2 separate regions of the Lactuca sativa genome follow, and region 2 is linked to region 1. Evidence: chromatin contacts called from public Hi-C data. All regions are on one chromosome and are shown on one strand. The core of a region is the stretch at or near the end of the contact, and the rest is flanking DNA. Distances in the headings are between cores, read along the strand shown.

Region 1 (5,302 bases), core at 1,873-4,372:
TCTTTGTGGTTTGAATCTGCTTGCCTTGTACTACTTTTTAGTGTATTAAAACAATGTATTTGGAGTCTATTGTACCCATATTATTTGTTGGGTTTGACACACCTAACAAATTGACGTCATTGTTGGATACATGGTGTTACTAATTGTTTATGCCTAGATCTTTAAGTACAGGTACATCATTGCTAATTGACATGGAGATAGAGAAGACTTCAATGAGGTTATAAAAGCAAGCCAAGTTTCGTAAGAGGCAACCGAGTTTCAGGACTTCTTCATCATCCACTCCTCTGATCATTAACATTTGAGAGGACATACCCCTCTCAAGTGTATCAGAAAATGAAACTGAAACCTTCTCACTCTCATTACAACCATCATCATCCAGAAACACCACTCCACCCTCTTCACCTACGCATAGTATCACAGACTTCATACCCACATAAACCTTAATTCCTACTTCCACCATGGAAGACCAAGGAGGAAACGTAGGTAATAATAATAACAACCGTGGTCCACAAAACCTACCCGAGCAAACCCTTTGCCAATGGGCTAGGCAATAGGTTACTCAACAACCTCTTTGCATCACCTATCCAACAGCCACAAACTTTGAACTATAATTCGGCTTCATCCACTTACTCCTAACCTATAGAGTCCGAGAAAATGAAGATCCCCACAAATTCCTCACTGAATTCCATGTTGTGTGTGTTGGCATGAAACCACACAATGTAGCAAAGGATCAAATCAAGCTTAGGGCATTCCTCTTTGCGATGCAAGATTGAGCTAAAGACCGACTTTATGATCTCCCACCGAGGACGATCAATACATGGGTAGACCTTGCACGCCTCTTCTTAGATAAATATTTCCCAAAAATGAAAGCCTCAGTCCTAAGAAGAAAAATAATTGGGATCAAACAACACAAAAGATAAGCCTTTCATAAATACCGGGAAAGGTTCAAAAAGATTTGTGTCTTGACAACATTATACTCGTCATTCAACCTCATTAGGAAGTCATGCAACCTTTCCTTGTTGACATCATACTTGCAACCATTACAAACACAAGAGGGTGTAGGACTTATAGACTGTATTTCATCCCACAAACTCCTAAGCTTCGTGTAGTATATAGATACAGACATATCTCTTTGTCGTATGGTAGTCATAGTTCTTCTCAATTCCTATGATTTGGGGGCGTTTTCTTTTCCAAAACGCTCTTCAAGATCCACCCAAATGTCGTGTGCAATAGCCGCATAATTTACACTGCTCTTGATATCTTTCTCCATTGAACTCACAAGTCATCCTTGTACCATTGCATTGCATCTCCTCCAATTCATCAAAATCTTTTGGCATCGACATTGTGCCATCAACGAAACCAAACTTGTTTTTGGCAAACAATTAATGCATTTGTCAGTCATTGTAATTACTAGTCACTGTAATTTCTGTCATGGAGTAAGTTTTTTCCAACAAAATTCTGGCGAGGATGATCAACCGGGGTGAGGAAAACCAGACCCGATACATGATATCAATGTGTGTCTTTGATGAAGATGCGTCAACAGGTCCTGTTGTGGCTTAGGTAATATCAGACCCGTTCTTATACTATGTGAAATATGGCAGAGAAGAATAAAAAAAGCTACGTTTCTCATTGATGAGAAGAAAACGGTTATAGTTGTTTTATATACCAAACAAAAGATAAAGATCAATTTAAAATAGAGATAAGCATATATCTAAACAATTCGTATATGAAGATAAGTATTTCAACAGCTTAGAGAATAAATTTACAGAAAAGTACAAGATAAGCCCACAAATACTTTGATGTGGAACCCCAAAGAGACTCATCCACCTCAATTCTCAAATGGATTCTTATGGAATTATTAGAAAAACAAAGGAAACCACTACAACTACTACATACATTTTACAAACAAAAACAAAAAAACAAAAGGATCGTCGTCTTCCTCATTTGTTCTTGAATGGGATGGCCCTGATCACCACTACGTGGTACAATGCCGCAAGTGCTGCTCCGATGAAAGGTCCGACCCAGAATACCCACTGCATTCCCACAAACACAAAAACAACAAATCTTTATCAAAACATTATTCATATGATCTTGTATTTAAATCAGCATTATATTTATATAAACGGAGGTGGAATACTTACGTGATCATTCCATGCGTGGTCCTGGTTGAAAATAATGGCAGCTCCCAAGCTCCTTGCCGGGTTAATTCCAGTTCCGGTGATCGGAATGGTGGCCAAGTGCACCAAAAACACGGCAAACCCAATTGGCAACGGCGCCAATATCTGAAAAATCAACACAAAACCCATTTTCAAATCGTTGTCTTTATTAGAAGATTGGTGATTTAAGAGTTGAACTAGTTCGTACCGGAACATGGGAGTCTCGGGCGCTGCGCTTGGCGTCGGTGGCGGAGAATACAGTGTAAACGAGGACAAATGTGCCGATGATTTCAGCACCGAGGCCGTCGCCCTTGGTGTAACCGTGTGCGATCGTGTTTGCGCCACCGCCGAGTAGCTTATACTGTTTGCTTCCTTCGAACCCCTTAACGACACCGGCGCCGCAGATGGCGCCAAGACACTGCATCACCATGTAGTACAACGCCCTGGTCAACGACAGTTTTCTCGCCAGAAACAACCCAAATGTCACCGCCGGATTAATATGCCCGCCTGCAAATTCATTGTTAATTACTCCGAATAATTAATAAAGATTAATTCTTTTGTTAGAAAGTGATATACCTGAGATTCCGGCTGTGCAATAGACGAGTGCGAAGATCATGCCGCCGAAGGCCCATGCGATGCCTTGGATACCAACGGTGGAGCACTTGGTCGGCGACTTAACAACTCCCATGACCGTCAAAACGGTGACGTATAAAAACAGAAAAGTAGCGATAAACTCGGCAATCCCGGCTCTGTAAAACGACCAGGAAGTAAGCTCCGACGGCTCAAAGAACGGAGCCGGTGGTGGTTCTTGGTAATCCTTATCTGGTACCTGCGCCGCCGTCCCAATGGGTTGTCTTTCCCGGTACTTGTTAGCTCCCAAATGAACATCCTCTTCCTTTCCCTCCATTGTTGTTTCTCTCTGGTACTCTGATCACTGAAAAATTACGTTTGTAGTGAGTGTGGTGGTGGAGATCAGTGGTGGAGTGGTTATAAATAGGAATAAATTGTGGGGTATCAATGAGAAAAATGTGTGTATTTTATCGCCGTCCAGTGCATAATAATGGAAATGAAGTCGTTTTTTACTGCAAATTGACAGCGACGTCGCTTTGGTCGGCTACCTTCTCCATAAAAATAGAAAGCACTGACGTAGCTGGCGATATATTGGCCACACACGTGTCCAGAGAGACTGAGAGAGAAACGTTAACACTGTGTGTGATGATGACTCACACCGCCCCATCTCCAATGTCTCATTGAAATGTTATTTATCATATGTTATCATGAAAGAATTAGAATCTTTTATTTTTGTTTTATATATTGATTGTATTCTCTTCCTGTATTGTGTATATATATCCGTAATATTTTGCTTAAAATATGTATATGGATAGATGTTCATACAAATTTGGATAACTAGGATAGTAAGATCAGCTTTTTTTAGTGACTTTCCTTGTAGGAATCTCAATTATAGTTTGTTGGGTTGTTTACAACTTTTGTGTTTGAGCATTTTCAAAATTGTAAAATTCGAGAAACAACAATTTATTGGTATTTTTCTGTGGATTATAGCAGTGTTTTAAAAACCGGTTCGAACCGGGAACCGAAGGTGAGGACGGTTCGATTTAAACCGGTTTGATAATGATTTTCTGACCGGATTGAACCGGCCGGTTTTGGTAAAAAAACGGTTCAACCGGCTGAATTGAACCAGAATGGACCGGGTTGAACCGGACATTCTTGGATTTTTGTGTTTGTTTTGGGTTTCTTTGATTGATTTTGACTTCTATAATAATTGTTTTTATATGTTGTATTCTATTTACGTAGGATAATTAAAAACATATAAAAATACAGAACCGGTTAAACCGGAAAACATCATCCGACCTGTTCAATTAAAAAACCGGTTTTTAAAACATTGGATTATAGTAATGTTTAATTAACACGAAGAAGCGTTAACTTCAACCACTATATTTTTTATAATATCCTATTTATGTAGCAATCGTTTGACGTTTTAATAACAATATAAATACCAACCCCAAAAAACAATTCGGCATCCAAATTGCAATCAGACATGAAAATCATTCGGCATACAAATTAATCACAACTATCCTGAACTAAACCCCCCATCCATATTAGTTTTTAAATTACTGATGGCTGATCTATCACAGCAAAATATAAATACAGCATCCATGATCGATCCATTCCCATATTCTCGATCCATGCACAGCAAAACACTAAAACAGTCATGTCATTCTCTGAATGAGCCACACCATATACACGTTATTCACCTGCTACAGTGATAGGGATCACATATACAAAACGGATGATGGAGTTTGATCGATTAAAAAAACAAAAACATATGAGGACTTGAGGTGTGAGGAGGTATCTATTAATTAAGGATTTCATTCATGAAATAAGTGACAAGATACAAGGTGTATGAATAGATAACACTTTTACATAACAACCATTAGACCATGATAGATTTGCTAGACTAAACATTAGTTCTATACATGGCCATAAACTAAGGTTGGCAAACGACAAGCTTGGTTTTGCAGGTAAAAAACAAGGTATGGGTAGAGGCTTGGTGAAGCTCTTTGCCGTTATATGTACAGCCCATTTATTACTTATTAGCCTTGTATAGTCGGCCCATGCATGTAGTATAAATATTCCTTTGTATTGTATTTGCAAGATTAATGAGAACTAGTGAAGAGGTTGCATAGGTTAGGATTTTTTTCACAACTATTGTAACAAATCTGAAATGTCAAAAATCTAAAATTCAAATTACATTCTATTACAATTTTACAAATAAGATTTATGTCAATATATTTGAAATTAATGATAGAATATTTATTATTTTTGGATCTCAACATTAGTGTCATCACCTTCACCTAATATCTCTTTATTTATAAAAGAAAGGAATATAATTTTGTCCGGAGCCCAAAGCAAACTAAGGTTTTATGTGCCAAATGTCACTACTTTTCGTAAGTAGCAAAAAACACATTATTAACGCCTTAGATGTGTAGTAACCTTCCTTACATAATTTAAAAATCATTACATATAGTAAAGTTAAAAGGATTGTAGATATACAGTCAAGATGTATGTCCCTTCTTTCTGTAACAAACTATGATTTTGCACATTTTCGTTTTGGTTGTTACATGAGT
Region 2 (5,302 bases), core at 2,024-4,523, 190 kb before region 1:
CTTATTCATTTTTTAACTAAATCAAGCGTTTTTATAATCTAAACTTAACTACAAATCATAATCTACATGTAGGAAAAAGATTTAGGTCAAAAAAAGTTAAATTGAATGAGTTATGCAACTTTCAAAATTTGAGTGAGTTATCCGGTCCAGTTCCCGGTTTTGGGCCGGTTCCAACAACCGGTTCTTACCGGGTCCCGGTTCCAAAAATTGACGAAATTATAGTATCGGTCCCGGCCCGACCGGTTCCATCGGGTTCCAGCTCCGGTTCCGGCCGGTTCCCCGGTCCATATGATCATGCATTGCTTGTCATAAAAGTTGATATCTTTATACAAGAACAACCTTTTAAAAAATTGAAGTTCTACTAGAAGAAATGCTAACATTTAATATATCACTTCCATTTGGTGCTAAAATTCATTTGTTTCATCACCAAATGTCCAAATCCAAGAAACCCCAATTCAAGCCTTATTGAAATCGACTTTAGAAACCAAAAGTTTCTTTTTGCCCAAGTAAATACGTGCATATCTTCAGCAAAAGGAATTAATTGTTCGCATCCCACATGTTTCTTCGTTACTTTCTTGAGCCTATATATTTTACCCTAAAAAAGATTATCATGAATGAATTGGTAAAAGACAGTTTGTTAACTAGAAAAGTAACTATATAAATCAATACACTTTCTAGTATAAACTGATTAAAATATATAAACTTCATTTGCAAATTCATTCATTAACCCTTATGTTAAGTTATGCTAAATTTATGGTTTATCTTTTTGCAACATCTCTATACAACTTGCACATGAAGGAGAAAATTATATAATCAAGAACAACCAAAATGGTAGGCATTTAAGTCTTGTTTAACATGCTCATTTGAATAACATGTATGCAAACACAAGGGAATATAACTAAAAATAATCAACATACTTGGCCCAACAATATAAAAGATAACACACTTTGATCCAAAACTTCCAAAAAGTAAAACGACCACTAATATGAATTTAGTTGTAGCATCTATGAATTTCATTTGCACAATCACTCACTCGACTAACAGTAAAATACCAACCTCTTACAAAAAACAAAATCTCTCTTGAAGATAACAAGATTTGGTTATTCTGGTTTTTACTTTTACAGGATCTGGGCAGCAGTGTTGAGTTTCTCTGCTAAGCTTAGTTGTGTCCTTGTTATGCTTGACAGGTACAGTAACAGCAATTGGTCCTGTCAATCAAAAGGTTAATTTAGGAAATAACCAAAAAAAAAAAAAAAACATCTAACTTTTAATTTTAATTTTGTAGAATGCTATTAGTTTACCTGTAGACTATCATTGACAAGCTTATCAAAAGCCGGTGGTGATATTTTTGGAACGGATGATACGGTTTCCGATATAAATCTTCCAACCGTGTTGTCTGGTGCAACACGCCCTTCCTGAAAAAGGTCAAAAAGATACATATAGACTTTTTTTTAAAAAAAAAGAGGAAAAAATGTATAAAATTTGTAATAATAATAATAATAAATCTTACGACAACATCATCGACGTATTTGTAGGTATCATCAATTAAAGCTAGCAAGCGTTCCATACTGGCTTCCATGCCTTCCATATCACTTGGGAGTTTGTCAACTGCTGTGCTCTTCAGAATCTCAACTACAATCACAATGCACAAACATCATCATCATCATCATCATCAACATCATATGTTTAGTATTAAAGATGTGCCAATTCGCAAACAGATCAATGAAAGTAGAATGTGGGTGTGTTAAAAGAGACATACATCCAACACGTTCAGCTTCAACCATACGGAGATCGAGAGGGATTTCTTGAAACTGAGCAGCAAGTTGCTGGTCTCCCAAAGAGAGGTTCACAGATACAAAAGCTTTAATGGAAGCCTCCCCATTTGTGAATCCAGTGTCCACAGTCAGATGAACAGGGTTTGTAACTTCTCGTGAATAGAACTCGTGGATAAGAGCACTGCCACCTGTCACCCCAAATCCAGTTGAAAACCTACATAGTTTTCAGATCACATTGGGTAAATAAATCTCATCACTGTCATCAATTTTTATCATAATAAAGAATGGTTATATTAGATAAGTTGATAGTGTTAACACGGTTTTGGGAAGAGACATATTATAGAGCTAATAGTGGATATAAGTAAAACACAGTAATAAATAATACGTGTGTGAAACAATAAAAGCAACATGATACTAATTCTTTTCTATGCTCTCTTCTTTGTCATTCCTGTAAGACGAATATTCCTATTTTTTGTCTTTTCAGGCTGCCAGAATGTGTTTCACATATGAAGACCCACCTTATTGCCTTAATCTAGGAAGCAATTGAAGGAAGCTCACATGTAATGTCATAATAATTAGAGTCCCACTTGAACAATACAACAAGTCTAGGAAGCAAAAAACAATTGAAATAACGTAGTCAAGTAACAAACAGTTATCATTTTCAACTTTAGGTAATGGAAAAATCAAATAGCAAGACATGGGATGACAATAAGTAAAGTGAGAAACAAGTGTAAATTGACAATAGTTAAGGCACATTTGAAGAGAAATTACCATCCAACAATAACTTCTTTTGGATTCACTTTTTGGTGAGACGACAACATGTTGTGATGATAATCAATATCCAGAGCAACCTAGCAAAATGATAAAAGAGAATATGAAATAACTGTCGGATGACAGTTCGCTATAGCTTAAGCTTTTGACAGATAACTTTCATCATTTTAATTTCATTTAAAATCAAGGCTGTCCACCTCTAACTTCTGTTGAATATCACAACTAAGATTACATAGAGGACCTTGCTGCTGATAGGCATTATTATTATTTTCTTCTAGTAAATCAACAATTATACTTCTGCGCTAACAATACTTGACACAGCACCAAAAAGCACAAAGTATGTTAATTTAAAGCTAACCTGGTCAGACGATTCATTGTGAGGGACGACATACGAATTACGAATATCCACCGTGCCGTCAGGAAGAACGGATCCAAGAAGCGTTCCGATGACTCTTTCAGCTTGGTCCGGTCGTCTCACAAAACAATCACAGATATTGAATATCACAAGAGGATGAACCTTGGCTGAAAGGCTGGTAGACAAAGGTACGAACTGCAGCACTGTTTGATCCGCCGACGCCATGCTTTCAGACTTTCCGACTGTTCTTTGATCGGAGAAACTGAGATTCGTAGTGCCGGACGGCAAACAGAGAGAGAACAGATGTGCTAGGGTTTAGGAAGCGTACTGATCTGGAACGGAGAGATTGTGTTTTGTTCTGGGCTTCTGGCTATCAAATAAAAACGAAGGCCCATATACGATAACAATTAACAGGAGTTTGCAAATTGCAATTGCATTGCTGGATTTTTGTGAGATTTTTTCTTTTCTTTTTTCTTTTTGAATTTAGGATGATTAAAATGTTATTTAATATTTGGTTGATAAAATTTTAAATGAATTTGAAATTATTTTTGAGAAAAATGTAGAAATTGTCTTTGTGGCTTGTTTTATTTGGCTTATTGTGAATGTGAATTCGATTCGTGTCAAGCTTGTAAAATATCATGTTATCCTTTTCATTTAGTTTTTTATTTTTATTTTGACAAAACTGCAAAAATATCCATATGGTATGTATTTTTTCTGAGGTTTAGACCAAACATTGACTTTTTGGATTGGTAGTCCTTTTGAGCTAGTTTGTATGTGGAAAAGCTCCCTCCCTAAATTGAAAATACTAAAATACTCTTAATATATTTATTTTTCATTTTCTTTCCTTTTTAACTATTTTATAATTAATAAAAAATACAGAAAATGGATCTCTCTCTCTCTCTCTCTCTCTCTCTCTCTCTCTCTCTCTCGTCAGCAAAGAATAAAAAAACCGCACCCCATCTTTTTCTTCCCCAACGCTTCCCTTTCTTACCATTGTTTTTGGATTGAAGGCCTGGTTCAAAAAAAAAAAGATGAACATTGGATCGACTAGGAAAAATGATGAACAATAGGTCAACGAAGACGGTAGTTGCACAAACTATTACGATTAGAGACCTCAAAAACTCTCTCTCTTTCTCTCTCTCTCTCCCTCTCTCTCTCTCTCTCTCTCTCGTCAGTAAAGAACGGAAAAACCCCACCCATCTTCTTGTTCCCCAACCCGTTGCCTGATAAACCATGATCCTGTTATCCCTCTTTTGTTGAAACTACAAATCTCTAATTTTTGGGGATGGGATTTGGTGTCAATGTTTGAGCAAGTGATCCCAACGTTTTGAAGTATAGGTCATATCTCATTGCCGACATGAGCTTTGGTACCAGAAATTCAAGATCAATCCAAGTTTTCGAAATCTAGGGCTTCCTTCTCTACCATTTTATTTCAAGCTAAGCATCAAAAAACGCCAATAATAGCAAACCCTTTAGGAATTGATGATGGAATAAGGAGTTACCTGGAGGGAAAAATCAGAAAGCTGATGCATCAATACTGGAAGTAGGAGTTATCGGATAGCGGTGGTAGGCATGAGGACCTCCACCTCCCCTAATGCTTTGCCTGTAATGTGTAGCCGGTAGGGATGAAGAGCTCCACACAGGTTAATCCCTTAACATTTCGTTTATTGCTTCACATGTCATCATCTCTTATTTGGTTCAACTTATGCAGGAGATAAGCCTCTTAAGGGTGGAGAAGAAAGTTTAAAAAGGCAGAGGTAATGGTAAGGGGTGCAGTAGCGTTTGTGTTGTGTCACCGGTAAAGGGGAGAGAGAGAGAGAGAGAGAGAGAGAGAGAGCCCTTTCATTTTTTAATTCTTAAAATGAATAAATAATTATTAAAACTTTAAAAAAATGAATTTAGAAATAGAAAATAAATACCTAAGGGTATTAAAGTAATTTCAATTTACCGAGGGACCAAATCTACAATGAAACTAGCTTAAAAGGACCATGAAGCCAAAAAAGTCGGAGTTTGGACTAAAACCCCAAAAATATGCATACCATAGGGACCATTTTTGCAATTTTGTCTTTTATTTTTAACATTTATCAATTCTGAAATACTATATGTAAGCTTTTGCATACATGAAGACTTGTTTCCCAAGGTGTTGGAATATTGTATGTTGTCTAGAAAATGAAAATAGAAACATTTTTCCTTTTTTATAAATATATTGTGGATTTATTTGATAACATAAACATTTTTTTCTTTTATTAGGTGGATATTAGTTTATTTGACACTTATAATATTTTTCATTTTTTATAAGGTAGACATTGATGGATTTGAACACTTTCTTTTTATTATCTAGACATTGGCTTATTTGCAATGAGAACATTTACCCTTTTGACAAGCTAGATGTAGGCTTGAT

Evidence for each region. Hi-C and Micro-C count contacts between places; a contact is called where the count stands out from the background.
Region 2: a contact with region 1 is called in a Hi-C map of bud, with 7 times the contacts expected there. The contact joins the promoter of LOC111901319 here to the promoter of LOC111901323 in region 1. A contact is called at or near these places in 2 of 4 Hi-C or Micro-C datasets (bud and leaf).

Annotation. Positions count from the first base shown.
Region 1 is chr2:218,370,789-218,376,090 of Lsat_Salinas_v11, reverse strand. It overlaps LOC111901323 (aquaporin PIP1-1), which reads right to left and starts at 3,122. Exons shown (of 4, transcript XM_023897179.3): 1 at 2,733-3,122; 2 at 2,365-2,663; 3 at 2,142-2,282; 4 at 1,728-2,033. The coding sequence starts at 3,063. The coding sequence ends at 1,941.
Region 2 is chr2:218,563,099-218,568,400 of Lsat_Salinas_v11, reverse strand. It overlaps LOC111901319 (eukaryotic translation initiation factor 3 subunit F), which reads right to left and starts at 3,273. Exons shown (of 6, transcript XM_023897176.3): 1 at 2,905-3,273; 2 at 2,547-2,626; 3 at 1,760-1,989; 4 at 1,511-1,632; 5 at 1,302-1,415; 6 at 896-1,208. The coding sequence starts at 3,126. The coding sequence ends at 1,119.